2 separate regions of the Mus musculus genome follow, and region 2 is linked to region 1. The links are chromatin contacts, called in public Hi-C maps. All regions are on one chromosome and are shown on one strand. Each heading gives the region's core, a stretch centred on a gene start, on an enhancer-like site or on the middle of the called end of the contact. The rest is flanking DNA. Distances are from core to core; before and after follow the strand shown. Region 1 holds the start of Accsl (1-aminocyclopropane-1-carboxylate synthase (non-functional)-like). Region 2 has its middle 4.3 kb from the start of Gm39884.

Evidence for each region. A called contact is a pair of places that touch in the nucleus more often than the background predicts.
Region 2: a contact with region 1 is called in a Hi-C map of cerebral cortex, with 3 times the contacts expected there. The contact joins the enhancer-like site here to the promoter of Accsl in region 1. A contact is called at or near these places in 14 of 39 promoter capture datasets (the C10 cell line, the HPC-7 cell line, cranial neural crest and 7 more), 6 of 15 datasets of contacts at CTCF or cohesin (the NIH/3T3 cell line, embryonic stem cells, pro-B cells and 1 more), 77 of 484 Hi-C or Micro-C datasets (8-cell embryo, the AtT-20 cell line, B cells and 30 more), 16 of 115 datasets of contacts at active chromatin or transcription factors (PVALB interneurons, embryonic stem cells, microglia and 1 more) and 1 of 9 other capture datasets (embryonic stem cells).

What each region holds. Positions count from the first base shown.
Region 1 is chr2:93,864,541-93,871,681 of GRCm38.p6, reverse strand. It overlaps Accsl (1-aminocyclopropane-1-carboxylate synthase (non-functional)-like), which reads left to right and starts at 2,525. Exons shown (of 15, transcript NM_001033452.4): 1 at 2,525-2,660; 2 at 5,453-6,000. The coding sequence starts at 2,639.
Region 2 is chr2:93,934,222-93,941,362 of GRCm38.p6, reverse strand. It overlaps the pseudogene Gm1335. Among named protein-coding and RNA genes, the nearest start is that of Gm39884, 4.3 kb to the left of the region's middle. Within about 2 kb of position 2,657, at least 13 of the 459 cell types and tissues checked have an H3K27ac peak or open chromatin away from gene starts, as enhancers often do. A contact at or near this core is called in the P5424 cell line, PVALB interneurons and cerebral cortex, where this site is marked.

The sequences.
Region 1 (7,141 bases), core at 1,276-3,775:
CTGGGGTAAGCCTGGTGCTTTCAGGGAGGACCCCTGTTTCTCTCTGAGCCTTTGATCATCACGACCAACCTTTACCTTTCTTTGAGGTGTGTCAGGGGTTCTTGGCAGGCTTTGTCCCCCATGCCTCTATCTCCAGGCTTAGCAGGTTGCTCTCTGGAGGATGCTGGGAGCAGGAGCAGTTGGGAGGAGGAGTCTCCCCTCATCAGCTACTGTTGCCTACTTCTGCTGTCCCCACCTTCAAACCCAGGGCCTTCTAAAGCTGGCCAAGTCAGATGCTGCTCATGGACTCTTGTCTGGTTTTGAAGCAGAACTTTGAGAAAAGGTGTGAGGAAGGACAGGAAGAGGTGGCTGGTGAGTCTGGGATGTGTTTATGTAGGAGACTCTGGCTGAGATTACTCACTCTGTCCAGTCCTCAAAATGCAGACTCTGAACCATCAGGGGATACAGGAAGTCAACAGTTGTGGAGACCTACGAGGGCCTGGCAATGGACCTCAGGCACCTCTAAATTCCAGCCCTTCTGCGGTCACCTACTATACCTCAGGGGCTGAAGGGTGATAGCCATGACTGCACCTGGCCTTTTCTTTATTCGGACTGCAGCCTTTGTGGACCTACACTGACTACCACAAGTTCCATGAATAGCAAAAAAATAAGGACTTAGCGCCCCCTGTTGGCAAATCTGGGTTATGTCTGAATGGCTGGAAGTGATGCCCCAAAGAGGAGGCTCCAAGCCAGCCCAATGTGATAGGTTATAAACAAGGGCTTTTTCTCTAGTAAACTCTTCCTTCTGCTGCCAACATTCACCAAGGGCATACAATTGCTTAATTTTAAAGTTATCATCTTCACTCATTAGTCAATATAATATGGGCTAGAGAGCTGGCTCAGTGGTTAAGAGCACTGGCTGCTCTCCCAGAGGTCCTGAGTTCATTTCCCAGCACCCACATGGTGGTTCATGACCTATAAAGGGATCTGACGCCCTCTTCTGGCATGCAGGTGTACATGCAGCAGAGCACTCATACATAAAATGAATAAAATAAACACAAAATTTAAAAATCAATATACTATACTATACTATAAATAAATGTTAATCAAACATAACCAAGATCCCTCTCTATGTGCCTTGGAACCAGAGAGCAGAGAAGCCTAAAGCCCAGACCTCAGATAAGTGCCTTCGGGCATCCACTCACCCACCCACCCACCCACTCATCCACTGACAAGGTATTAACATCCATTAATGTTATGAATCTCGAGGCAAACAACTTTGGAAAGACAGAAGATTTATTTCCATGCATAGTTTTGAAGGCTTCAGTTCACAGTTGCTTAGCTCTGTTAATATTAGACCAGGTAGCATATCATACTGGGGAGCCGCTGGTGGAGAGGAGAGGAGAGAGAGAGAGACAGAGAGAGAGCCAACAGCACTGCTTTAAGGCCTTAGGAGGAAACTTTCAGTCCAAATCCCAGCAATTATTGAGCTCCTGGTCTTCCTCAGACAGACAGCAATAAATAAGACAGTTGAAGCATCTCTCCTCATGGGGTTTAGATTCTAGATAGGGGAGCTGGAAAGAAACAACACAGAGAAATGAGTCAGGTGTGTTTACCATTTAGAAGAAAATAATGCCATTAAAAAAAAAAAAAACAGAAGGGCGAATGAGGAGGGAAAGTGGCCGTGGGGCAAAAGGAGGGGTGGACGTTAGCAGTCCAGAGTCCTGGGGTCCCTAGACCAGCACCCAACTGTAGCCCAGGGTCTCACTACATAAACCAGGCTGTACCTGAACTCAAGGAGGCCCTCCTGTCTCTGCTTCCCACGTGCTGGGATTAAATGCACGTGCCACCACACCTGGATCATCTTTCCCTCAAAGTTTGAGAGCAGGGCATGGGTATTCTGGAAGGATAGGCTACTTTGGGTCCACATCTGTCCCTAGACAGTCACGGGAGGCTCAGTCACAGCTGAGACATTTCATACAACCCTTCCTGCCCCGTCATGTCAGCACACATCCATCCTCCAGTTAGTCTCCACACCACCTGGGATGTAGTTTTCCTGGCCTCTGTCTTTCCCAAGGAGAAAGGAAGGCTTGCCAAAGCCACACAGGCAAGGGACCCTATGTCCTGGGCCCTAGGGGATGGTGCCTGGGGTTCCTGGTGCTCCCTCCAAGACCTCTTAATGCAGTGGCCCCTCCTGTGCTGACTAAACCCCACTTCAGCCTACTCTCAAATATGGCCTCCTCAGAAACGGGGAGGTACCATAGGCTTCTTTGTGCTTTGAACAGGCTCCTCCCCCTCTGGTTACTTTCCATAGTCAGTGAGCACCCGATTCATCCCGTGTCTTGCCTGTACACACAGGCCCTGGCTCTAGCCTCCTTCGAAGAGCAGGGGCCCTCCCAGCCTGTGAACACTTCAGCTGAAGCCAATACTCTTCAGATTTGCTCCAACCGGATACTCCGAGCCAGTTCTCTGTAATTATGCCAAGGCCATCTAGATAATGGGGAGCTGCTGGGTAGTTGGCTCCAGGAGGGGAAAAGATGGGTCTCATTACCCTGCAAGCCACCTTGTGCTTAAAAGAGAGGGGAGGGGGCGGAGGAGCAAGCTTCTGCTCCCTGAATGACAAAGACACTCCTGGATTTAGACTTCGGACTGCACAGAGATGAGTGAGAACAGAAATGAAGGTGAGCTCGGTGGGGTGACTACGCAAGCCATGAGAATGGAGGGAGGCAGGGACTTTGGGCCACACACAGTGCCCTGGAGCTTAAAAGAAAGTGGAGTTTTATTGTCAAACGGCTTAGACCTAACATTGTAATACAACATTATCCATAAAGCCGGTGCTTGAGAACTGGGTAGTGGAGCTACAGAAGCAAAGCAACAGCAACCTCGGTGTTTTCCGTTTTGACTCTGTGTTGGGTTATGTTCATGGCCGCACTGGGGCACACGAGGCACGGCCACTAGGGGCCGATGTGCCTGGAACCTTCCCTGATAAACACATCCTACTTCTGTGTCTGGTAGACTCAGTTCATTCCTTTGAGCCTCTATTTCTCATCCACAAAGCGAGGCTTGTGGAACTAACTGGAAAGACGGACCAGGTGAAGCCTAGGGGAACCCTACCCTAGCACTGAGCCGATCCCTGCCTGGCTCCTTCCCACCTCCTCTGCTCAAGACCTACCTTGAGCCCGAACTCATGGCAGAGGAACATCGTGCCAGCAGCAGCTTGTCTGACCCTGATGCTGATTTTAACCAACCTGGAGGATCTGGAAGGTAGGTGAGGGCAGACTTAAGGACCCTGAAACCAAGGCAGAGCCAAGGGGTTTGAAGGAGAGGACTGATGAACCCCAGTTCTAATGCTTAGGGCTTGGCTTTAGGGGCAACATTTCTTTGTGCTGCAGCATCATTTACATTTCCTATATAAGAAGTCTTGTCAGAGTCCCCAACTTCTAAGTTCCCTGATGACCTTAGCCCATTTTCACTTCCTTCTTAAAAATACATCTTCCAGGAGAATGCAATTCTTTGTGTGTGGACACTGCGTGTATAGAGAGGGGAGAGGTCACTGTTGAGTGTCTTCATCACGTTCCACCTTGTGCTTGAGATAGAATCTCTTACAGATGCTCTCTGTTTGGGCTAGACTGGCTGGCCACCGAACCTCCTGGATGTTGCAGAGCATGTTTAGTACTTTGAAGTGCTGATACTATACATGTGTAGAAGAAGCAACAAGGTTTTAGACATGTGTGGGTGGGGTTGTTGTTGCTTGGAAAAAAGCTGAGAATCACAGCATATGGTGGAAGGGTCATAAGCCTAGTTTTCTGGGTGGAGGTTGTCTTAAAGAATGAGAGGCAGTGGTAGCCTCAGGCAGCCCCACCACCTGGAGTTTGCTGTCTTGGTTTGTTTCGCTGGCTCATTGAGGCATTAAGAAGGTATTTCTTGGTCGCTCCTGGTATTCTGACCGGTTTTTAGAAACACTGGTAGCATGTTCACTGAGTACAGACCTGGGAGCTTGGTAGAAATGAAGACTTTTTGGTTCTTACCCCAACCTTGATCTAACTGAAGTCCAGGAACTTGGCTTCACTGTCTGAGGCCCGTATCACACTGCTAGGTGATTCAGATGGGCCACAGATGAGCAGCTGCACCCTGGGCTAGGGAGACTAGAAATGAAAGCCCCGAAACAGCTGTCCTGGCACACTAGGAACCTGTGTGAGGGCAGGATGGAGGGACTGGGTATCTGCTGTGACTATCTTGGTGGAGGATGGGGAAACAAGCAAAAAGAAAGGTTTATGTTCTAAAACAGAGGTTGGCAACCCTTTTCTATAAAGGTCGGGATGGTAACTAGTTGAAGCTTTGGGGGGGGGGGGTGCTGGAGCAATGTCTCAGCAGTTCAGGTGTTGATTTTTAGCACTTGCATGTGTGCTCAACAATCTGTAGCCTCAGGTCCAGCATATCCAGCACTCTTCTGATTTCTATGGGCACTGCATGCATGTGGTACACAAACAGAATGCAGGCCAAATATCCATATTCTCTCTCTCTGTCTCTGTCTCTCTCTGTCTCTCTCTCTGTCTCTGTCTCTGTCTCTGTCTCTGTCTCTCTCTCTCTCTCTCTCTCTCTCTCTCACACACACACACACACACACACACACACTGTTTTTCAAGACAGGATTTCTCTATGTAGCTTTGGCTACCCTGAACCTCATTCTGTAGACCAAGCTGGCCTCAAACTTACAGAGGTCTGCCTGCTTCAGCCCCCCAAGAAGCGCTGGGATGAAATATGTGCACCACCACTACCCAGCATAATTAAATAATTAAATTCAAGAGTGTTTAACTGTTGAAGCTCTGAGGGCCGCATGGCCTCCATCACAGCTATTCCACTCTGCCGTTGGCCTCCATCACATCTTGCCTCTGTCTCCCAAGAGCTGGGATGATGGGCACCTGATGCCACACCCAGCTTTTTAACATGGGTGCTGGGGATTGAACTTAGGTCCTCATATTTGTGCAGCAAGCACTTTTCCAACTGAGCCATCTTCCTAGTCCCTGGTTACCTGTTACCTATAGAAACAGGTGAGAGGCCAGGTTTGACCCCCAGGTGACCGTATACTGACCGGTTTCAGTACAATGGTTTACTTGGTACTGGGATTGAACAACACAAGCCCCTCCCTTCTCATTTAGAGCCATCTCTGGTTAGAGCACAGGAAGACCCTAGAAAAGGCCAACTCCCTCTTTTCTCCTAGAGGGCCTTACTGCTTGTTCTCAGGCAGTAAGGACACATTCTAACAGCATCTCAGTAGAATACACCAGCAGCTGGGTGGGGGGACACTTGCATGCGCTCTTGGGCTTTGTGAGCTATTTAGAGCCTAAGCCTCAAGGGTAGAGGTGGGAGAAGCCATCGATGAAGCTGACAATCAGTTCTGTTCCCAACCATGTCAGGACCTCAGGGGAAAGCTGTCTTTTGCTTTCTGTGCTCAATCTCTCTCTCTCTCTAGGCTCCAGCCAGGCTGCCAAGGCTAATAGTGATACCCAGACTCCAAGTCACTTCAAAGTCACCCACCCCAGACTCAGGGATCAGCTGAAGAAGAAGTCCTCCAAAAAGAAGGGCTTCAAATTTGTGCAGGAGAAGATGTTGAAGTTTCAGCATGTCATCAGGAATCAGTTCTTGCAGCAGATAAGCCAGCAGATGCAGTGCGTCCCGCCGGGAGATCAGCAATGCACACAAACCTCCAGGAAGCGGAAAAAGATGGGCTACCTACTGTCTCAGATGGTCAACTTCTTATGGTCTAACACTGTAAAGAAACTGAAGTTCAAAGTACCTCTCCCTTGCTTGGACTCTAGATGTGGCATCAAAGTTGGGCACCAGACCCTGTCACCTTGGCAGACTGGCCAATCCAGGCCTAGTCTGGGTGGCTTTGAGGCTGCCCTTGCCAGCTGCACCCTATCTAAGCGTGGGGCTGGCATCTATGAGTCTTACCACTTAAGCTTCCAGAGCTACGAGGCCTATCAGGCTGACAAATACCACAAGGATAAGAACCCTTCGGTAAGATGGGACGTTTTTGAAAGCTCCAATCACTAGGATTTACTGAGTCCTATGCCTCTCTTATGCTCATCTCTCTTTGTGATGCACTAACATTATTGTCTTAGAATAATGGTATAACTATAGACATAGCTGATAATGTCCCAGAAGATGGAGACCTGGGGGAGAGGAGTGTCTTGAGTCCCTTCATCCCTACCACCTTTCCTTTAACTTCAGAAGTTACTGCACTCGTGCTGGTAAATGAGCCTGCCTTTATAGAATGAAGCACAGCGGCAGGTGGAGGCGACCGTGGGAGAAACAAGCGTTATACTGTTTCCCAGAGCACAGGTGGGATGCTCTCCTCAAGTGATCTAGGAAGGGACCCGGGAAGTCTGAGCCAGCCAGCCGATATGACGGTGGCCGTGATGTTCCCAGAGGGGCGAGAACACATGGACGGAAGGTGGGAAGAGCTTGGTGTGATTGGGAGAAAGACCCATGTGCCCCGAGTAGAGACAACGAGTACTGTGATTAGAAGTAGGGTACAGGTGGACAGGGGTTCAAATGTTCCCCCCAGGGCAGTAAGCAACCAACAAAGGGTTTTTAGCCTAGGAGATTAACAGCAGCAATCCATTCAAAGGGTGGAGTCATTTGTGGCTGCAGTCATGCCTTTCCCTTCTGCTCCTCGTCAAAGGTTTGTATGGCCATCCAGTGGCTTTTGTAGGAAATGTATCTGTTACCTCTATTGTATGTAAGGGCTGCATCTCCTCTAGTAACTTGGAGGTTCCTTCTGGTGTGATAGCAGAGATGGGTACAAGCAGGGTTTGATAAGGCTCCAGGTTCTGGGTAGAGCTAGAGAGGGTCTGCCTGCCACCCAGTGTGTTTGTCTGGTAGATTTCCAACTTCCCTTCTCGTCCTCCTTCAATGGAGCAGATGGAATGCTTTTCTCGAGACATAAGGCAGCTCACAGGAAACGGTGAGTCTAACTAAGGCCTGCCCTCAGGAATTCAGTGGCTAGTACAGGCAGCGCAGTCCAACTACTCTGATTTGTCTGTTGGACTGGGGAGGGGATTGATAGCTGTAAAACTTTAAGTTCTTGATGTTTTCTGTCATTTCACATCATTAGACACCAGTTGAACTATGTTGTGGCATGGTGACATCTTCCCTT
Region 2 (7,141 bases), core at 1,408-3,907, 70 kb before region 1:
AAACACTATTTTTTCCTGGCCCAGGACCACATGATCGCTTAGCTGCCAGATGTCTGATCTAGAACAATCCCCTCTCTGATCTCTGAGGAGTATGAAGCAGTCACGTGGTAGAACAGGCTCACACTGGAAGGTGTCTAGTGTTCTAGTCACCGTTAAACTTTGGTACATATCGGAACTAGTCACAGTTAGATTTTTTCTCTTTTTTTTGGTGTGTATTTGGTAACAACTCAGAAGAGATGCCCTATCCTTCCTGAAGCAGGAAGTGCAGGAAGCTGCTTCGTCCAACGCTGATACAGGAGGCTTTACCCTCTCTCTCAGCTATGTGGTCTTTTGGGGTTTGCTACTCGGAAGTCAAGATGTTATCCATTGTAATTAATAAGCATTCTGGGGGAGTATATAAAGATCCTCTTCAGAGTCAGTCACCTCGTGCAGGGAGAGTGCTGTGGGCGAGCAGGAGCTGCAGGGAGGTGGGAATGCAGATTGAATGCAGACCACCAAGGCACTGCTTGGTTCTCCAGTTCTGGCGGGCTCCTGTACCAGGGATTTAACCAGGCCTGTGTCTTGTCTGCCTCCTTCCTGAGTGTACCAGAGGCCCCATCTTTTGTTTTGTTTTGTTTTTTTCGAGACAGGGTTTCTCTGTGTAGCCCTGGCTGTCCTGGAACTCACTCTGTAGACCAGGCTGGCCTTGAACTCAGAAATCCACCTGTCTCTGCCTCCCAAGTGCTGGGATTAAAGGTATGTGCCACCACTGCCCGGCTCAGAGGCCCCATCTTAACAGCCTGCTTCCTCTCCAGGTGGCCAGATGGGAACCCCAGACCACTGGTGTTATTTCCAGGAACACTGACACAGCAGCCGAGTTTATTTGTGCTGGGGCCACCACAGTTGGTGTGGCTGGATCAGGAGCTGGCATGGGCACTGTGTTTGGTAGCTTGATGATCGGCTATGCTAGGAACCCGTCTCTCAAGCAGCAGGTCTTCTTCTGTGCCATCCTGGGTTTTATCCTGTCTGAGGTTGTGGGATGCTTCTGTTTGACGGTCGCCTTCTTCATCCTCTTCACCGTGTGAGGCTCCCTGGGGTCACCCAGCCCAGTCCCTGCTGCTTTGACTCCATGCCAGTGCTGCTGCTGGAGTGCGGTGAGCTTAACCATTAATCAGCATTTCCTGAAAAAAAAAGAAAGAAAGAAAGAAAAAAGAAAAAAGAAAAGAAAATCTTACGCGCTTTCGCAACCGGCCAGGAAAGACGCAACAAACCAGAATCTTCTGCGGCAAAGCTTTATTGCTTACTCAGGAGCAAGAGAGGAAGAGCGCGGCAGAGAGAGGCAGAGAGGAAGAGAGAGAGAGACGCAGAGAGACGCAGAGAGGGAGAGAGGCAGAGAGCAGAGGAAAAGACGAAGAGAAAGAGACGAAGAGACGAAGAGAGGGAGTGCCAGAACCCCGTCCCTTTTAAGGAGAATTATCCTCCGCCTAGGACGTGTCACTCCCTGATTGACTGCAGCCCATTGGCCCAGTTGTCATCACAAGAAAGGCAGAGCACTTGGCGGGAAAACTGCCCCTGCACATGTGCAGATTATTTACTACTTAGAACACAGCTGTCAGTGCCATCTTATAATGGCAAATGTGAGTGCGGCTCCCCACAAGAAAAGCCGATGCTGAAGGGTCTGCTCCCCCCAGACTTACCCTGTGGCTCTAGCATCCACCAACAATTCCCACTCATCAGTTCTTTCTATGGAGTTTGCTAATCAGAGATTTAAAATGTGTGTATGTGTGGGTGCCTGCATGAGTTTATATGCACAGCATGTGTAAATGTACCACCGAAGGCCAGGAGAAGGCCCCAGACTCCCTGGAGCTGGAGTTAAAGACAGTTATGAACCACCAGGCATGGGTGCTAGGAGCCAAACCCAGGTCCTCTGCAAGAGAAACAAGCGTTACCACCCACTGAGCCATCTCTCCAGTCCCGAATCAGTACCCTTTTAAAACCTTCACGTGCTTCCTCTGTGTTCTAGTTGCCATGAAGACTGCTCTTCCCCACAGCCCATTTGTTTATTTGCGTATTTGCTTATTTATATCACTATGGACTCGTGGTTCATGATTTATTTAATGTATTATTGTTTTATTATTTATATGTGTGTGTGCTTATATGGTGTGTTTATATGAGTGTGAAGTGTGGATTGTGAATGGGCACATGCATCACTATATGTACCTGGTCGGAGGACACCTTTATGGAGCTAATTTTTGACTTCTTGCTTTATGTGGGTTCTAGGGATTGAAATCAGGCCATTGGGTTTGCAGAACAAGAGCCTTTTCCCATTGCACTTTCTTACTGGCCTTTCTACCGTAGTTTCAGGGACAGAATCTTTCACTAAGCCTGGAGCTCACTGATTCTGCTAGTCTGACTGACCAGCAAGCCTCTGCCTCCCCAGTGTAGGATTTTTACTCTGGATCTGAAAGCAGGCCCTCACCATTGGGCGGCAAACATTCTACCAACAGAGACATCTCTGCACTTCTGTATTGCTTATCTCAAAGCTTAAGTCGGGCTTGGTTAGTGGGAGCCCACTGACACTTCCCTTCCTTCCTGTGCCAGTGATTAGAGTCTGTGCTGCGCCTCCCTAACTGCAAGTGCTCACTCCTGGCAAAGCACTTAACACCCATCCAGCAGATGAGCACTAACCTATAAAGCGCCAGCAATGCTGCAGCTGGCAGAGTGCTCTGCAGGAAATAACCGAACTGTGCATAGGAAGTCCTCAGAGCACCGGGAGTGTTTATCACTCATTTAACACGTGAGTGCCAGGCTCCGCTCTAAATGCTTACACTTATCAATCCATTCCGCTGAACCTGTGCAGTAACTAGCATTATTTCTTTATGTCAAAGGGGAAATAGGCTTAGGGGCTGGAGAGATTGGGTCAGCACTTGAGAATGCATACTGATCATGCAGAAGACTCGAGTTTGGTTCCCAGCACACATATCAGGTGGCTCAGAACCTCCTGAAACTCCAGCTCCAGGGGATCTGATACACTCTTCCGTGGTCACCTGCATATACACAGACACAGAAAGACACACACACATACAAACTCATACAGAGAGACAGACACACAAACAGACAGACATACATACACACACAGAGACCCAAGGACACACACACACACACAATACAGGTACACAGACAGACACACACAGACACACACACACTTTTTAAAAGAAATAGGCCAAGAGTAAGGAAATGTCTTGTACAAGGTCTCACCAACAATGGTCAATGGATCAAGGCTTTAACCCAGATCTGTTTGCTCTAGTGGTTGATTATGACCAAAACGTGACAGAAATTTCTACACTGATTGGAGAGAGGTGGTGTCGCGTCCGCTCTCGACCAGCAAGAACGACAAGACCACCAGTTCTTCTAACAGCAGTTTATTCAGCATACTTCAATCTTCATCTCTCTCGCTTCATCTTTTTCTCCCTCTCTCTTTTTCTCCCCCGAACCCTGGGCCTCTCACTCTTATATACTCTCAGCCCCCATCCAACTCACGGCAGGCCACGTCACCTCACCAGGCACGCAGCTTCAGCCAATCAGGGTGGCAGGGGCATGTCTCCACCAAATATGGACTTGTTTACACTGCCAGCATCATGGTGCACCTGCGCAGCTCTCATGATGGTCATGGCTTATTTTCAGGTGTATGAGGAAGTCAGATGCAAGTCATAAGACTTAGCTGAAGTCCCAGGCGCCATCTTGGGATTGCTGCCACACCCGCTCCTCACAAGGTGGATGGAGTGAGACCAGCATGGATGCTATAATCCAGAGTATAGGGTGTGAAGGTCCAGACCCCACAGCGGCTCCTGAATGTCATCTCAGCTGTTGACATTGTCACAATATGTCTCCATCATCTATTAGGCAGAACTGTATAGTCTGTCTCCATGCTGCCTCCTACCCATCCCTCTACCACACTCCCTTGACTAGGCAGCTTCACTCTACTGATGGCTTGGGGGGCAGTCCCCCTCTTCCCGTGCTCCTAATACTTGACCCCTGGACTGATGGCAATGACTTTGACCACTGGTCCTCTCCTTAGCAGTTAGCATTGCTGTAGTTCCACAGTTATTCCCAGGGTTGCTCAGCTCCTGTCTAGTGGACTTGGAGGTCTATGAAAACAGACAGCATGTCTGCTATTGATTTTTTGAAGCTCTTGGGTCTGTCTGACTTAAGGTAAGTGCTCACTAGATACTCACTGTATGTGCGAGTCACCAGCCTTTTGCTTTCTCTTCTATCCAACACTATTCTTTCCCAAGAGTCCCATACCAGAGGCATTCAACTTTAAAGGATAGTGTAGTGATGCCTCAGAGAAGGGAAGGGCCTCATCCCAAACCCTACCCTAGCCAAGTGTGTCAGTGGGGTCCATTGTGGTTCTCAGTTCAGATGTATGCACTGTGCTCCATGTTCTCCTTCACTCAAGTGTTCACATCCTCGGCTCCACGACAAAGCTCTGGGATTCTGGAGATCCATACCGGGGGACTTAGGTGGTAAACAGTTCATAGGAAACACAGCCTCTTGTGTCCTGATCCTTGCTTTTGAGGCTTATGAGATTGGTTATTGTTGGTGATTTATACTCAGCAGCATGCTTGGCTGCCTAGGCCCGTGCCTAACTGGGGACACACCTTCCACCTTCAGGAAAGACCAAACCCACCTGTAATGGTAGATGTCTGGGATAAACCCAGGAGATTAGAAGACAGACTCTAGAGATCAAGTCATTTGACACGATTGACCAGATTGACCAATACAGAACCTGATATGTGTCCATACCAAGTTCACCACCACAGGAACACAAGTGACTAAACATTAACAGGTAAAGGCTCCTTATACCCTGAGCAGGGAGCTGGAGCCAGTGGGGAAAATGCAGGGCCATTTCTCTATATCAGAGTCATTGAATGTGCTGGTGAGCTGCAGAGTCTTTGATCTGAGAGGTCTTAGTTCCTTTTCTGTTGCTGTGATAAAATACCTAGACATGGCCAACTTACGGGAGGAAGGGTTTATTTCGAGTGCCGGTCAAGAATGATGCAATTCCTTATGAAGAAAACATGGCAGTGGGGTCAGGAGCCTGGCTGGTCACATTGCATCCACACTCAGGAGGCAGAGAGTGAAGTCAGGCTATAAGCCTCAAGGACACCCTAGTGACTTACCTCCTTTAAGGAAGCTCTACTTTCTAGAGCTTCCACAACCTCCCCACACAGTGACACCATCTGGGGGCTAAGTGTTCAAACAGATGAGCCTTTGGGGCCACTTAACATTCAGACCACAACCACACTCCACTAACGCTAAATCCTAACCTCTATAATGAGTTCTTTTGTTTCTTATAAAATCTAATCTGCGAAGCTGGGCGTGGTGGCGCATGCCTTTAATCCCAGCACTTGGGAGGCAGAGGCAGGCAGATTTCTGAGTTCGAGGCTAGCTTGGTCTACAAAGTGAGTTCCAGGACAGCCAGGGCTATACAGAGAAACCCTGTCTCAAAAAACAACAAAACAAAACAAAAAAAAAATCTAATCTGCAGTATTACTTGTATGATATTAGACCTTAACATCCAACCTCTTAGAGGAAAGGCCATGTAGTAAACCTGGCATGAGCCCAGCCGGTGCCAAGGGTACTGGGGACACTTTTCATCTCTGGCAGCTGGGAACATGTATAATGTTTTTTGCATGGCATGACATGGGGTAGCTCTAACATGTGTGAGTTCCATTTATGGATTCCATATGCATATGCCAGATATTTTTAGACACAGATACTCTGTTCTTCAGTTGGGTTTTGATGTGTAGACTAGAAAAGAAACCTCAGTGTGTATGTGTGTGTGATAATAATTTCCAAGAGATAATCTTAATGAAACTCTATGCTCTTAACAGTCTAAAAAATTACTTTTGTCTTCCCTTGACCCCTGTGTGGGCTGAAGTAGGGCAATTCAATTGCATTTGATATTAACGGGAACTCTCAGACTAAGAAAAAGGAGAGAGAGGCAAACTTAATGAAATTGAAAAGGATGCAGAGCCTAAGGTGTCTCTGGAGATGCTGGAGGAAGATATTTCATTTTCTCTAAAAGAATGAGGTCTTGGGGTTAGGGAGATGGCCCAGTGGGAAGGAGAACTTACTATGCAAGATGAGGCTCTGGGCTCAAGTCCTCGGCACCCATGTACAATGCCAATACAATACAATACAATACAGTGTGTGTGTGTCTGTATATCTGTGTGTGTGTGTGAGTGTCTGTGTGTGTGTGTGTGTGTGTGTGTGAGTGTCTGTGTGTGTGTGTGTGTGTGTGTGAGTGTCTGTGTGTGTGTGTGTGTGTATGTGTGTGTGTGTGTGAGTGTCTCTGTGTGTGTCTGTGTGTGTGTGTGTGTGTGTGTGTGTGTGTGTGTGTGTGTATGTGCATGTGCGCAGGTTCCTGCAACTCCAGCACTGGGGAATGGAGACAGGAGGCTCCTTAGTGCGTGCTGGCCAGTCAGTCTAGCTGAAACAGAGCTTTCAGTACAGTGAGTGACCTGTGTCAGAAATACAGTAGATAGCCTCAGAGGAAGACACCTGACATCTTGCTCTGGCCTTCACAGGCATGCATGGGCAGATGCTTGAGCCCACTTACTTAATTATGCACGTGCAACACACACACACACACACACACACATACACACACACACACACACACACACACACACACACACACACAAGCACATGGGAATATGCTACTACAGAGGTCTCTGGAAACTTGAGGACAGGTTCTCTAGGATAACTCACCCCTGCCTCCATAATTCTTGGTTCTGGAAATTGAGGGCTGGGCCTCCTGCATTCTGGACAAGCACTATAAAAGTGTGCTATATTCTGTAGTCAATGAGGTGTTACTTTATTCATTAAACGAACCTCCTTCCACCCCACAACTGAACTTGGTTTTTCTGCAGTGGATATACAAGGTCCTGTAACACAGGAAAGTTGAACAAGCCAAAGTGCTAGGATACAGAACTGACACTCAGCAGAATGCGCACTCCTGGGAGGCACAGCTCTGATTCTCCTGTTCACTGCGGGCCCCAGCATTGAGAACAGTGCCTGGCACCTGGGGAAGGGTCAGGATAGACTTGTAGAATGACTATCCTAAGATTTCTCAGGGCAAAGCTAAGCAGAGACC